Linked DNA regions of Xenopus laevis: region 2 is linked to region 1. Evidence: chromatin contacts called from public Hi-C data. All regions are on one chromosome and are shown on one strand. Each heading gives the region's core, a stretch centred on a gene start, on an enhancer-like site or on the middle of the called end of the contact. The rest is flanking DNA. Distances are from core to core; before and after follow the strand shown. Region 1 has its middle 47 kb from the start of fat4.S. Region 2 has its middle 85 kb from the start of ankrd50.S.

Evidence for each region. A called contact is a pair of places that touch in the nucleus more often than the background predicts.
Region 2: a Hi-C map of the XL177 cell line shows a contact between it and region 1, with 6 times the contacts expected there. The contact joins two enhancer-like sites. A contact is called at or near these places in 2 of 4 Hi-C or Micro-C datasets (the XL177 cell line and the XTC cell line).

What each region holds. Positions count from the first base shown.
Region 1 is chr1S:53,890,890-53,894,295 of Xenopus_laevis_v10.1, reverse strand. No RefSeq gene overlaps it. Among protein-coding and RNA genes, the nearest start is that of fat4.S, 47 kb to the right of the region's middle. Within about 2 kb of position 1,850, at least 1 of the 7 cell types and tissues checked has an H3K27ac peak or open chromatin away from gene starts, as enhancers often do.
Region 2 is chr1S:54,073,307-54,076,712 of Xenopus_laevis_v10.1, reverse strand. No RefSeq gene overlaps it. Among protein-coding and RNA genes, the nearest start is that of ankrd50.S, 85 kb to the right of the region's middle. Within about 2 kb of position 1,497, at least 1 of the 7 cell types and tissues checked has an H3K27ac peak or open chromatin away from gene starts, as enhancers often do.

The sequences.
Region 1 (3,406 bases), core at 601-3,100:
CCCAACATGAAATTATTGCATTCATTGTTCTACCCACAGCTGGCTGAAAAAAGCCGATCACTGATTGGTTGCTTTGGGTTACTGCCCATGCACAAATTTCCCCAGTGGTGATAAATGAGCCGTACAGTATGGTGTGTAAATTAGTACAATTATAAACCTAATTTATTGCCTAGTGCTTATTGCCTAGTGCTAAGCCAACATTTTTTATTCACTCAAAATTTTTAAAGCGGGGATTACATCTTTTCTGCTGCAAATGACGTCTGGTGTACCTATTGTCTCCAGGGTTCCTCTCATTAATAGTTGCACTTGTACACACCTGTACTAGATAGGTGCAATGGAGCTTGCAGAAAGTGTGTTTAGACTCATGTACCTTTAATGAATGTCATCAATATATCCTCTTGTTTTGCATGATCGCAATTGCAGCTATGGTAGTAAAATAAGCTTTAATGTCTGCCATTACCCTTAGCTGCTGTATTTGCAAACAACAAGGATATTGCGTAAAAATGTAGCCTTTTCATTAAAATAAGAGCGTTCTTATTAAATAGATATATTTACTTTTGTGCATGATAGTTGAATGTTCCTGCACTTAAATAAAATTGTGAAAATGTCCTATTAATATTTATTCAAATTAATGTCTAAAACACAAGTAATGACTTCACCCGCACATATTTTGTGTTTCTCTTTTTATAAATTACAGGAAAATATGTCTTACCATATTGAGCAACAAATGTACATTCTTTTCTACATGGAATCACCCGGGATATAATAATGTCAGTAATCTTACATAAATGTAAGCGGAAAATGCACGGCCATACAAAATGGAGTAAAGGAATGTGCGGCCCCTAAGTTTTCTCCTGTTAAAATGATAGATACAGTAAACAAGAGAAGTCTGATTGTCTTGACAATAGAAGATGTACTGTGTAAGGAGCAGCTGATGTTGGACAGCAATGCAGATTGTGAAGCTGCCACAGAAATGTTTGCGAAATTCCATGGAAACCACAAAATAAATATTAAAAACAGCTGTATTTGTGCTATTTCCTTACAATGGATTATCACAAAAATTTACTTGGCTTAACTGCTTGCCTGCCATAGAACTTAAATTCTTCTCCGCTAGATGTAAGGGACCTACTGGCTCCATAAAATTCACATTTCTGGGTTACTATTTGACCTACGCAGGCCAAGATCAGACAACCTTCCCATACTTTGTAGCTTTTTGGATATTGGATTTCTGGAGATCCTACAAATGTAGAATGCTTTAGGGAAACAATGCTCCCCACTAGATCAGTCAGGTACGTTTAGTGGGATCCATACATGGCATCATAACCCTTGTTCTCTAGTTTTGTTAACTGATACGCATACCTACTTGATTATTTACTTGGACCCACCCAGCATGTACACACTTTTTATGCATCTCACACAAATACAATACATGTGAAACACTGGCTCATACTTCATTATAAAGATAAATGACAATACATGATAACTGCTTAGTGTTCAATAGACACTAGAAAATAAAAAAGAATGAAAGAAAGTATAAATAAAACTTGCTGTCTCTCAGTAAGACATAAAGTTAACATCAGGTTGACCAAATAATTAAATATGATTGGGCCAGTATATAAGGGTATGAAATGTTAATTGTTTGTGTTAATAGTTCAGAAATAAAGCTGGTGCGGTGGCCAGTCTTGCAAGTGTGAGGGACAAAAGCCAGTGCCAGGCAACATTGGACTGGGGTGTGGGGGACTTCAGGGGCCCCCATACCCCAGGGCCTCCCAGCCCCAAACCCCCAGGCCCCACCACAACCACCCCCTTCATATGTTGCAGTCAGAATCGGGCCTGCAATGCCCCAACCACAAACCCCTCGAGCAGCTGCCCCTGCAACCACCCCCGCCGCATAATTTACTAATCTTGTGGAAATCTTGATTCAGGGAGCAGATCTGGGGCCCACAAGGACCAGGGCCACCAGGTTTTTTCCCAGTGTCCCGACGGCCCAGTCCGACCCTGGTGCCAGGGAAAGGATAGGGCTGTAATTATTCATTGTGAAGAAGTCACCACAATAAAGATTGAATTGTTTCACGAGAAGTCTTCTATAATCCTCATTGACAGGCCCAGATTTGTGGCAAGGCCACAAAGGCCCAGGCTTAGGGTGACAGATTTTAAGGGGCGGCATGGTGGAGCAGGTAGCAAATATGTGAGTTAGCGCATGCACTGGAGGGAGGGGTGCCAGAAGCAGCCAGCCTAGTGGAGCGTATTTTGGAAATCCGGTGCTGCTCATTGAATCATACAAGTGTACTGCTATAAATCAGTAACCATCCAAATACAAATGTAACTAAGTGATTTTAATACAGGTATGGGATCTATTATCCAGAAACCCATTATGCAGAAAGCTCAGAATTATGGAAAGGTCGTCTCCCATAAACTCAATTTTATCCAGATAATCCAAAAGATTTTCTTTTTCCCTATAATAATAAAACAGTACCTTGTACTTGATCCAAACTAAGATATAATTAATCCTAAGTGGAAGCAAAAGCATATTGGGTTTATTTAATGTTTACATGTTTTTCTAGTAAGACTTAAGGTATAAATATCCAAATTATGGAAAGATCTGTTTTCCGGAAAACCCCAGGTTCCGAGCATTCTGGATAACAGTTCCCATACCTGTATAACAAATGTTAAGTATTAAATCTCACATACCAGTCACTGCAGTGGGTGGGTTCTGAGGGAGATCCTTATTATTACAAACTCATAAACAGGCAAAATAAAGGAAAATAAACCATGAAAATATATGTTTTGTGCATGGAACAATATAGAGTTTCACTTCTAAAGCATTAATCAGATATGCACTGGTCAAGATTTGTTGTTTGTTGTGGAAAGAACACTGTGCACTGAACTGTGTATAAATCCTCCACACCACTCCAGCAGAATTATTAAGCACTCTATTTGCAGAACTTTTCAACTGAAGAACAGAAATCTTGATGTGAATAGGTGTCCTTGATTGACTTATTTCTTTCACAGCAAAATACTATTTACAAAAACGAAAAGCCCTGATTTGACCCCAAATGTTTGGCTCCAGTCTCTGAAAGCTTGAAAAAAAAAATTAAAGAGATGGCTAAATTAATTCATCAGAGACATAGGAAGCACATACAGTGTAAGGCATGAAGCAGAGCGGGAATTTTGGAACACTAAAAACAAAGAACTTATTTTTGCTTGTTAAATAAACTTCAGAAAATGAGCGTGCCTCCATTACGATAGGATAAAATTGATGACAAATAGACATAATGGTATCTAAACAGTAGGGGGCACATTTACTTAGCTCGAGTGAATGAATAGAATAAAAACTACTTCGAATTTCGAACGTTTTTTTTTTTGGCTACTTTGACCATCGAATTGGCTACTTCGACCTTTGAGT
Region 2 (3,406 bases), core at 248-2,747, 180 kb before region 1:
ACCTAGAACAGAGCCCTGCGGTACTCCACTAACAACACTGGTCCAATTAGAAAATGTTCCATTTTACCACCACCTCTTTGTAATTTAACTTTTAGCCAGTTCTCTATCCAGGTACAAATACTATGTTCAAGTGAAACATTCCTTAATTTAACCAGTAACTTTCTGTGTGGCACTGTATGAAATGCTTAAGCAAAGTCTAAGTGAATCACATCCACTGCCATCCCAGAATCAAGGTCCCTGTTTAACTTCTCCTAAAAAGAAATTAAGTTAGTCTGGCAAGATCTATTACGCATAAAACCATGCTGGCACAAACTCATAGTATTATGATTTGCTATGAAGTCCAGTATCTTATCCTTTATTAACCCTTCGAAAAGCTTTCCTACCACTGACGTCAGACTAACTGGCCTATAGTTTTGAGGCTGAGAACAGGATCCCTTTTTGAATAGTGGCACCACATTAGCAATTCGCCAGTCTCTCGGCACTATGCCAGACAAGGCTAACTCCGGTGTCTGCAGTCTGTACAGTGCAGAGCCCTTGGCATCAAGAGGTGGAACAGGACGGTAGGTATCAGAGTGGCCCAATGTCTTGGAAACCCTGGTTCTGTTTTAATCATAATAACTTTGGGACTTGTACGATGATTATTATTGGAGAAGCTATATTGGTGACAGTGAATAAAGATGTCCTGTGTTTATTATCAAGACGGCATCATCCTCCAGTTTATTCTTCCCTAAGCACTACACGTCTCTTATGTATGTGATACTGGTGTGTATCCTAACGAGTTAACTTGCCCAGTTAATAACAGAAGACATTTGGAGCACATTATTGCAACTGGACTAATTAGCATTAGTATTACTAGGCAATGGACAATTCATAATGTATTACTGGAGCTAAGCCAAGCAGTTAGCTGTGTTCAGAACTCTGCAATTCTTCCTTTCTCATTTTTGCAGACTTGCTAACCAAAACACACTAAATCATCATCAGCTCGCTCATCAAGGATAGCAGCTCTATTGCAAGTAATTATGCTTTTATGAATAATTTAATTGGATTAAAAAAATCCTTATATTCACACTGGAACGCTATAACTACAATGTAGTACCGGAATGAGACCTGTTATCCAGGTTTTCCATGGGGTTTTCCAAATAATGCATATTTCTGGACCTTAAGACTACTAGAAAATCATATAAACATTAGATAAACCAAAAAGGGTGGTTTTGTTTCCAATAAGGATTAATTATATCTTAGTCCGGATGAAGAAGAAGGTACTGTTTATTATTACAGAGAAAAAGGAAATCATTTTTAAAAATTTAGATTATATGGATGAAATGAAGTCTGTGGGAGATGGCACATCCATAATTTAGAGCTTTCTGGATAATGGATTTCGAGATAATGGATCCCATACTAGTATGTAAATATATTAGAGATTATTCCAGATTGGTACTACAAAGTGGCACATGATGGCAGTACTGAGCTGCATTGTTCCAGTTTAGTACTGATGTGCATATTTTGGTCAGGAACATTCCTTTTCAATTCTCTTTTGCCAACTCACATCAACAGATTTCCATGTGGGAACAATCTGGCTCTTTGAAACTCTGGAGTATGTAAAATCATTTCAAATGGTATCTAGCATATCAGGGTTTAAAACGAGTCACAGGGGTCATCTAGAAAGCTATTTGTGAATAAAGTTCCTAAAAATCTGCTGATGTTACCAAGATAGCAAGTAGTTATACTTAAAGCCTGGTCCATTAAACTGCTGGGACAGATCATTTAAATCTATTCCCTAGGTTCACTGCCTTGGGGGACAGATTTGCACCCCAGCCAACTAAATGCACCCTGATAAACCTGAAGCAGCTCGAAATTACACAACTCTGGGTGGGCCGCTTTTTCTCTGTTTACTAGGGGAACAAGTACGATTCAAAATAAGACAGCTTAATGTATATCAGAGCAGCGATAGGTCTGTGTTTTAACCAATTTTCTCCTTTTATAATATATAAGCCGAAAATGGATGGCCAGCCCTCTGTTCCAGATGCATCAATGAATACATATTTACAAATAGAAAAGCAAAGTTAAGATTTTAGATATGTTATGCTGGAAGTTGTAGGAGGGCTGCTGGTTACCTAGAACTTTTTCAGGCTGATTTTAGTTCTATTGTCATACCAGTCAGAGTTTCATATCCATTTGCCATATACTTGCTACAGCTTATGCCAAAAGGTACATTTATACTGGGCAATGCCAAAAGAACACTGAAATGAATAAACTGTTTTAATGTGCAGCAGTTCAACAAACTGCCATTTTTAAGACAAGTTATGCATAATACTATTCTATCAATGTGAACTGAACCTGCCAACAAGGCTGATATTGTCTAATGATCCACAATGCAACCAATTGGCATTAGCAGGTGATACGTGTATACTCAGTATTAGTGCAGCCCAAGCAGCTCCTTGTCAGCCCTTTTGTTTCTTTCTCTGGTATGATTGCCAAAATATAAGTGGTTTCCAAAACATGCACCAATGGCCAAACTGTTTTTTTTTTTAATTTGATTTTGTAACTGATGGGGGTTTAGGATTTGAGCTGTATTTCAAATTGAAATTCATTTCTATGATTCTGTGCTAGCACTGGAGACCTGCAGCAATTCTTATTCGCACAGGCCACAGTCCAGGTTGCCGTCCTTTGCAGTTGACATCAGTTGTCGTGTGGCCCCCTCCAAAGCTAGAATAGTTAGAAGGCCAGCAATTGCAAAAAAGTCTTCTAGAGGCAAGATGAAGCTGTAAGGTAATGAAAAGTGCAATTCGCCAAATGTTGCCATTTTAGGATCCGCACCCAACCTGTACCGTCTCTCCTTGCTCCATATGCTACTTCTGTGTGTGTCTCTGATTCCAAAACAAGGAATGTATGGTAACAGTGGAGGAGTGTACTTCCCCAGTCTGACCCGCACCCTACCCTAACCCATAATGGATGGGTAAATTTCAACCCGAACCCAACCAACAGGTGGTTTCCAACAGGGAACATCACTACTAAACCCTTTTCTAATGGATACGGACACTTTTCTTTGACTGTACTAGAAGTATGTGTATAAATCTTTGTAAAAATGCACTGAAACACACCGAACATGATATTTTATTTTTGAAGCTGTAAGATGATTTTATGCAAATACGATATGTAGCTGAATACAGCATTCTAACATAAAAAGATGCGGAAATTCATGTAAAAATCATTGTTGAGTGGCACCACTTTTGACACAGCATTTTACATCACTTTTCATGGCAGAGATTCTACCCTGTCTGAGGGTTAAGCTGGCCATAGATGCAAAGATCTGATCGTTCGAATCCTCAAACGATTGGACTTCCCCATCTCCCGACCTGCCACTAACCATTCCGATCGAATAAAGTAGTAAAAGAACAGATCAGCC